Linked DNA regions of Sus scrofa: regions 2 and 3 are each linked to region 1. Evidence: chromatin contacts called from public HiChIP or PLAC-seq data. All regions are on one chromosome and are shown on one strand. Each heading gives the region's core, a stretch centred on a gene start, on an enhancer-like site or on the middle of the called end of the contact. The rest is flanking DNA. Distances are from core to core; before and after follow the strand shown. Region 1 holds the start of CEP97 (centrosomal protein of 97 kDa). Region 2 holds the start of NIT2 (nitrilase family member 2). Region 3 holds the start of TOMM70 (mitochondrial import receptor subunit TOM70).

Region 1 (2,605 bases), core at 31-2,530:
CCATGTTGCTGCAAATAGCATTATTTTGTTCTTTTTTATGGCTGGTGTATATATACACCACATCTTCTTAATCCAAACATCTGTTGATGGACGTTTGGGTTGTTTCCATATCTTGGCTGTTGTGAACAGAGCTGCAGTGAATGTGCGGGTGCATGTGTAAAAGTTTCTAGTCTTTATTCTCTCATCAGAACTAGGAAATTTGTTTTCAGACCAAATCAGTGGGAAACATATTAAAAAAGAAAAAAAGAGTTAAGGCAGTGTGTAATTAGTAGGAGGAGGACCCAGGAAGGGGGGAATGCACACAGAATCAATTGCCTGGAAATCTAAAAGTGTGAGTTACTGGATTTTCCCAAACAGAAATTATCAGAGATTTTGGATACTGCTGTTTCAGAAAGAGGGAAATTCAGAATAAAAGTTGCAAGATGGAATGGAAGAGTGAGTGGTAGAAACTGAAAGCTCTCCTCCTCCATTCTGGGATGCTACCAGGTTAATCTCTCACTTCCTGTGAGCACAGCTTCATTATCACCTGCCTCCACCTGCAGCCTGTGCTGTCTTTTCATTTCTCTTTGAAGTGTCGGAGTCTACCCATCTTTTAAGCGTTAGCCGCCCATTTCAGTTCCCATTTCAAGTCTTTTCTGAAGATTAGTTTTCATTTCTTTCTCCAGCCCCTGAAATCTTACTGAGTTCGTAGCTACATTTACACTAGTTAGCGCATAAAGCTATATCACAAGTATAAACCTACTCTCCTCCAGCTAAGCAGTGTAATTTTTGATTTTGTATACTGTACACTTATTTTGTATAATCTGGAAATAGTCTGGGTTTACACTTACTAAATATACTCCCAGGCCTAAAGTTCTGTTAAATATTGGAGGAACAACCATTTAAAAATACTTTATAAAAACTTCTATCCCAGCATTCTTTAACTATATTTTCAAATAAAATATATCTACTTTGACTAATCTCAACAAAATCGCCTGTAGTGGAATTCAACGCTTTTAACTTATTCAGAATTGCCAAAAGAAGGGACAGCCCCCATTATCGGAAGTCTCTAGCAATGAGTTTTCAAATGCGATCTGCATTCGGTAGCAGATGGTAAAAGTGTCCAATTTCGAAAACACCTACAAAAAGGAGTGAAACTATCATTTAACATCTGTTCGCTTGTAGCCAAATAAGCGAGTTGACCAGGATTCCTAAACCCACTGCGGCTCAGTTTCTAACACACGTTTTGCGTCATTAGGCGTAGGGAGCCAATTGGGCCGTTTGGGTGCCGTGCATCCTGGGAGCTGTAGTTCCGGGGGGGGGTGTCCCTCCTCCAGACTACAAGCTCCATCGAGCAGCAGGAGGACGGTTGCTTGGTGTAATTAGCAAGCGGGAAGTATGGCGGTGGCGCGCATCGACGCGGCTTTGCCTCCTGGAGAAGGTAAGGCGACCGTCACCTCTGTGTCCCCAGGTTTACTCCATGGAACTGAATTAAATAGTTGCTTGACGGAAGGAATAAGACTGGGTATAGGGGTGCAGTTCTTGTCCAGTTCTTTTGATGCGGGGCTGCGGGCATCGCCGAGGCGCGCTACCCTCTGGGAGTTGTAGTCTCCTGGGCGCTGCCTGGCTCTCCAGTGTCGCGGCTAGGGCCAAGTGGGGGGACTACAAGCCCCCAGGGACCTTCGCGCTACTGGACGCCGCGGGTCCCGCGCTGCTGAGGATGCTTGGATGATGGGTTTCTGGCCGCGATGACCTTTCTTGGATGTTTACTTTGAGTTCTGGGTTCCCAAGTGAAAACTGCAGAGTCCCCCCTTTCCCTTGGATCCCTAAAATTTTCAAGAAAAATCTCTAACACAGCTCCCTAGATTGACGTTGGACCTTTTCTTGGGAAGTGTCTCGTGGCCGTGATAAAATCTGGGGGTTATTCAGAGCCCACAGTTCTCCACCCCTTGTTCTGTATATGTGGTCCTGGGACCTGGTTTGGTGGCTGCTGAGGAGAGCGCGGGGCGTGGGTGATTCCGTAGGTGCTGCGTGAGCCAGCTTCTTTGTTTTGGTTACAGCTGAGGCTCTGGGTCGGGGGCAGGTTGGAGGGTCGAGACTAGTCTCCACCGCCCAGATCAGGGCCTTATTTGGGAGGGAGGTTCTAAGAGGTCTTTCGGCCCTTTGAATTGTGTGCAAAAGCTATTCATTTTTCTGGGACGGTATATAGCTTTCACTAAATTCTCAGAACGGAATGACACTTCCTCTCCTACCTTCCCCCAAATGCTAGAAACCATTAGACAATGGAAAAACGTTGCAACTCTTCAGGAGAGCAACCTTGTATAGTTATTTCCCTCAGTAATCTTAATCTGGGTATAATTTGATATTGGTAGTTTCTCTGGCCCTTCCACCCTCTGATATCTGCATCTCTTAAATTCCCCTCACCAGCCCACCATGGCAGTTTACTGATAATCATAATAGTAACATTTATAGAGCACTTTTTAAATGAGCCAGACTATGTTCTGAGTGCCTTTTTTTTTTTTTTAAACATTATCTCATTTTCTCTGTGGAAGGTTATAAGCCAGAACCAGCTATAATGGAAAAAAAATAAAAATCATTATATTAAAAAAACCCCAAACATTATAAG
Region 2 (2,605 bases), core at 76-2,575, 1.3 Mb before region 1:
CAACATGCACCCTCATGGTTCCTAGTTGGGATAGTCAATCGCTGAGCCAGGAAGGGAACTCCTGTTTTTTTGTTTGTTTGTTTGTTTTTTGGTCTTTTTAGGGCCAAGGGGCATATGGAGGTTCCCAGGTCAGGGGTCGAATTGGAGCTGTAGCCATCGGCCTACACCACAGCCACTGCAACGCCAGATCCGAGCTGCATTTGGGACCTACACCACAGCTCATGGCAACGCTGTATCCTTAACCCACTGAGCAAGGCCAGGGATCGAATTCACAACCTCATGGTTCCTAGTCGGATTTGTTTCCACTGCGCCAAAACGGAAACTTGTTTGTTTTTTTAAAGTATCCTTTTAAAAAACTAAGATCCAGGGATTTCCCCTTGTGGCTCAGCAGAAACAACCGACTAGTATCCATGAGGATGTGGTTTCGACCCCTGGCCCTGCTCAGTGGGTTAAGGATCAGGTCGCAGAAGCAGCTCGGATTCCGCGTTGCTGTGTCCTAGATCGGCAGCAGTAGCTCTGATTCCACCTCCAGCAAGGGAATTTACATGTGCTGCGACCCTAAAAAAAATAATTTCCACTTCAACATAATTTCTTAAACAATTCCAGAGCATTAAAAAGGATAGCAAACTTTTTATGATGTTAAAAAATTGAGTATATTGATTCACAATGTTGTGCCTCGTTTTATGATTTTTGATCCCCAAACCTGAGAAAAGCACACACAAAACACAAAAGTCAAAACACAGTCCTGACTAATAAATATAAATGCAAATATCCTAAAACAATATTAGCAGATTTCAGCGTATTAGAGGACTGAATTATTGTTGAGGATATTCTGTCTAAACTTTTAAGTTTCTCTTTTCGCCTTCCCCATTACGTAGCAGCCTTGTAGTACGACCCCAGTGACGTCTAGAGTGCCTAAATCAACCTATAGAAATTTCATTCCTCTTACAGCGACTGGTTCAAATAGACCAAGGCAATCAGCAAGTGGTATCTCTCCTGGCCCCACAGGTGATCCAACCAGATAGAGGTTCAGTCTAGAGGTTCAGTCCTTTTGCTGAGAAACCGAGAGACCGGCTGTTAAACATTTATTAGCACGCCACCTCGATTTAAGTCATCCCTTTGTCTTTCGAGGATCTGACTACAGGGATGATGGAAAACAACGGGCGATTAAAAGTTGTTTGAGGAGAGAAGCAAAGACAACACCCTTCCCGCGGAGGGGGCAGGCCCGAAGGAGGGGTAGGGGCGGGCCTCGGCGCCGCGGCCCCGCCCCAGACGCGCGGCTTTGCCCCGCCCTTCGCGGCGCCGCCGTCGGCCCAGTGACCTCAGTTCAGCCCTAGGAGGCCATGGTGCTTCTCGACAAAGCAATGGCTAGTAAGTTGCGCGGCGGCCTGAACTCACCTGGAGGGGAGGCTTCGGGTATGGCGCCAGGGGAGGACCTTGCCGGCTTGGCCACTCGTCTCCGCCCCGTATCTCCGCTGCACTCATGGCCTTCCCTGCTCCTGTGTCCGCGGGGCTGGGGACCCGAGCGGCGAGAGTGGTGCGCGGCGGCGTCACGGGGAGGAGGCCTTGGAGCGCAGCGCGGTGCGGTGGCCGGGCTTCCGGGCTTCCAGACGGGACCGCGGGAGCTCCGGGTCTCTGCCCCTGATAGGCCCTCACTTTGCTCCCCACTGTGCTCCTGTGACACGTAAGACTGCGACTCCAGATGAGTTCCGTGCCCAACTACTCCAGAATCACTTGGGCGGGAAGGCGCGGGCGGGTGCTCATTAAAAATGCAAATTACGCACCTTCCCTGTAGTCTTCCCAGTTGCTCGCCGCCTCCCCCTCGCCCCAAGACAGTGTTCTTTCTGAAAAGCTTTCGGTAATTATGGTACTTAAAGTGTGAGAGTCTGACCTGTGAGAGTCCTGGAGACTTTTGCTATGGCTTAGATTGATTTTTGAACTTGGGTTTTGCACAAAGCATCATTCTAGTTATTTGTGGTTTGAGCCTTGTCACGTGTAAATGAAGCACCTGTTTTCTTTGATTTGGGCTTGTGTGGTAAGCGGACTGGTTAATTTGCTCCCGTGTGCACCCCCTCAAACCCACCGATGATTGCCCTTTTCTTCTGAACAAAAAACTGGGCAGGTTGCATCTGGACCTTGAGCTTTCAGGTTAGGTATTACACATCCCTATTCTGGATCAGCCCCAGGGGTGTGAGTTTCTAGCTTCGTACCCGGGTCTTTGCAGGATTCTTTCACATGAGGCAGTGGAGTGCTCTGGGCTCAAAGTCTGAAGACTGGATTATTACAGTCTTGGCTCAGCCCATGTCAAGTCATTTAACCTCTCTGGACCTCAGTTTCCTGTCCTGTAAAATAAACATAAATCGTTCATACCAAGGTTTAGTGAAGCTCCCTGAAGACCGTAAGATTTGTGAAAGTGCTGTATTTCATTTCAACCTCTGGAGTACAGCACAAGTTGGTGGAATGGACGTTCAGGATCTGGGTATAGAAGTCCTTTTACATACCTCCTGAGTGTGACTGTATCTTTCAGAAGAGGCTGATGGACTTGAGAGCTTGGTGGGGTTGATGGTAATGTTGATTTGACTTCCTTGAGGAGTGTTTTCAAGTT
Region 3 (2,605 bases), core at 67-2,566, 1.2 Mb before region 1:
CCTGAACACCACTGTACTCTCATTACCCAACAGTCACTGTATTTACCCATCTTCCACCCTTCAAAAAAAGGGGAGTGGCTCTTTATTAAAAGGTTATTACTAAGTTCCAGGCCTTGGAAATCACCAAAACAGTTCATACCGTACTGTAGCAATAGTTAAGGGCATTTGACTTCCTCTACTAGTTAATTAAATACAATCATCACGTTTACAAACGTCTCCATACCCACAACGCTAGGGATAAATGCTGTGTCACTGAGAAGAAAAACAGGTATTTTTCCAAAACCAAAAGGAAACTGTCAACGAAGGACGCTAACCTGTGCCCTCGGGCTACTTCAATCTCAATAAAGGCAGCCAAATTGAGTTTCCCTAAACCCAAGTGCTGCCACTTGGCTGCCCCGGTCTGATGGGAAGCCCCCTGACCGGCACAACCCGCCAAGGAAAGGCTGCACCCGCCGGGCTCCACCTCCACAGCCCGGGGATGCTTCTCACCATTTCCAGGTGAGCACCGGGGCCTTCGGGGTGTCCGCTGCCCGGAGCCGGACTTGCCCTGCCCTCCGGGGTCTTCCGTTCACTGTTGCGCTTCAGGCCGCCGGCGTCGCCTCGGCCCCCGGTCTCCCGGCGCCGCCGCTGCCGGCTCCACAGGTACATGGCACCCGCGCCCAGCAGCAGGGGCGCTCCGACTGCCAGGGCGAGCTGCCATCGCGGCAGGCCCCCGGTGCCCGGGCCTGTAGTCGCACTGCCACCGCCCACTCCACTCCCGGAGCTGGGCACAGCCGCTGCGACCACCGCCGCCTCCACAGGTTTAGAGGCGGCCATGACGGGTGTCCTCCGCCACCGCCTCCCTGCTTGTCGCTGGCGCCACAGTCACCAGGCAGCGTGCGAACGTAAACCGGAGCGAGTCACGGAAGGAAAGCAGTGAGCGAGCGAGCACGCTAGGCAGCAAGAGCGGACGACAGAAAAGGGCCAGAGGTCACCGGAAGCCCAAGGCATGCCGGGCCAGAACTGGCGGTTCTTCTCTTCCCTTCTCAACCGAGAATGGGGGAGGAGAAGTGTAGAATAGTTCCGGGTCAAGGTGCTGGGCGTGAAGTGAACAACCCAGGCAGTTCTTTCTCTTTTCTTTCCTCTCGCTGCTGTTTGTGAGACTAACTTCTGCGGCCTTGTGACTTCGGTGGTATCCGACGCCGTCCCCTACGCCTTCAGTAACGAAGGGCAGAGGGCCCTATGCTCTAGGGAGGCTGGGGCGAGCCGCATATCTAGCGGTTTTACAGCGCTCACGCGAGTATAGGAAAAAGCTCGAAGCCGCTCTAAGAATGGGCGGGAGTGGCGAAGAGTTATGAAGGTTATTGGCTGTAAGGAATGGTGGGCGGGGCATAGGCCGAGCCACTCAGTTCATTGGTAGAATTTGGACCACACATTTTTCTTGTTACTGCCACGTTGGCGCTTCTCAGAGCCGGGAGGCCGTTGGCTCGGTTGTTCACGTGTCAGAGGAAACCAACGGATTGGAAGGACTTTTAAAGATGTATGAGGAAAGAGCCCAAAGCTGACGTTAGCCTGCTGTATCACTGATCTTAGCTCTACCATGGCCAGGTTTTAGTTTGGACTAATTTGAGGTCATTGGGGGCAACAACAGGTAGCAGAACTCAGACGGTAGAAACGGGCAAATCTAGTTGGCCCCAGTCAAAATGGCTTGAACGGGGTCCCTGCGACTTACATTCCACACCAATTGCGAAAGCCATGCCGTCTCTGCGTTGTTATGAGGTTCCCGAACTGAGTAGGTAGAAATGCGGAAAACCCAGAGTTCCCACCTTTCCTATATGTATTTGTGTCGTACCGGATTCCGCCTAACACCCCAGCCCACACCTCGCTCCCTGGAGCATACAGGCTCTCCCCAGCGCTGTGAAACGCCCGTTGTCATTCCTGTTTTGCACTAGATGTTTCAGTCCTCTTGCCACATTCCCAAGTTGAAATTTCAACTCAAGGCTTTCATGTATCTAAGAACTGTCAAATCGTTTCCACATGATCTGCACTAGACCTCTTAAAATACAGAAATTTCCCCTGCAAGGAATTGTTTAGAATTCACAGTATTTTCAAAAAGAAAAGAATTAATAGAAAATCAGAATTCCCAACTACGGCTTCTCATTTCACATATACTGTGCACACCTTACATTAAAAATTTACAAATGGGATTTCCTGTTGTAGCTCAGCAGGTTAAGAACCCGGACAAATATCCATAAGGATGCACGTTCTATCCCTGGCCTGGCTCAGTGGGTTAAGAATCCAGCATTGTGGAAAGTTACAGTGCAGGTCACAGATGTGCTCAGATCCAGAGTTGCTCGCTGTGCCTGTGGCATAGGTGGGCAGCTGCAGCTCCAATTAGACCCCTAGCCTGGGAACTTCCACATGCTCCGGTGCAGCCCCAAAAAGACAAAAAAAAAAAAAAAAAAAAAAAAAAAAAATTTACAAATGATCATTTTGTTTTGGGATACAACTGAGGATTTTCAACACCACAACAGCACTGCATAAAGATTGAAAGGAGATAATTTATTAAGTGGTACCAAAATAGACTGACTAAATTAGAATGGCCTAATTGGAAAGTTTCAGGATT

Evidence for each region. HiChIP or PLAC-seq counts read pairs in DNA pulled down with a chosen protein or histone mark.
Region 2: a contact with region 1 is called in an H3K27ac HiChIP or PLAC-seq map of skeletal muscle, with 6 times the contacts expected there. The contact joins the promoter of NIT2 here to the promoter of CEP97 in region 1. A contact is called at or near these places in 2 of 2 datasets of contacts at active chromatin or transcription factors (alveolar macrophages and skeletal muscle).
Region 3: an H3K27ac HiChIP or PLAC-seq map of skeletal muscle shows a contact between it and region 1, with 9 times the contacts expected there. The contact joins the promoter of TOMM70 here to the promoter of CEP97 in region 1. A contact is called at or near these places in 1 of 5 promoter capture datasets (liver) and 1 of 2 datasets of contacts at active chromatin or transcription factors (skeletal muscle).

Annotation. Positions count from the first base shown.
Region 1 is chr13:157,387,100-157,389,704 of Sscrofa11.1, reverse strand. CEP97 (centrosomal protein of 97 kDa) reads left to right here and starts at 1,280. Exons shown (of 11, transcript XM_021070500.1): 1 at 1,280-1,420. The coding sequence starts at 1,378.
Region 2 is chr13:158,651,815-158,654,419 of Sscrofa11.1, reverse strand. NIT2 (nitrilase family member 2) reads left to right here and starts at 1,325. Exons shown (of 10, transcript NM_001244342.1): 1 at 1,325-1,371. The coding sequence starts at 1,344.
Region 3 is chr13:158,575,737-158,578,341 of Sscrofa11.1, reverse strand. It overlaps TOMM70 (mitochondrial import receptor subunit TOM70), which reads right to left and starts at 1,316. Exons shown (of 12, transcript XM_021071309.1): 1 at 490-1,316. The coding sequence starts at 816.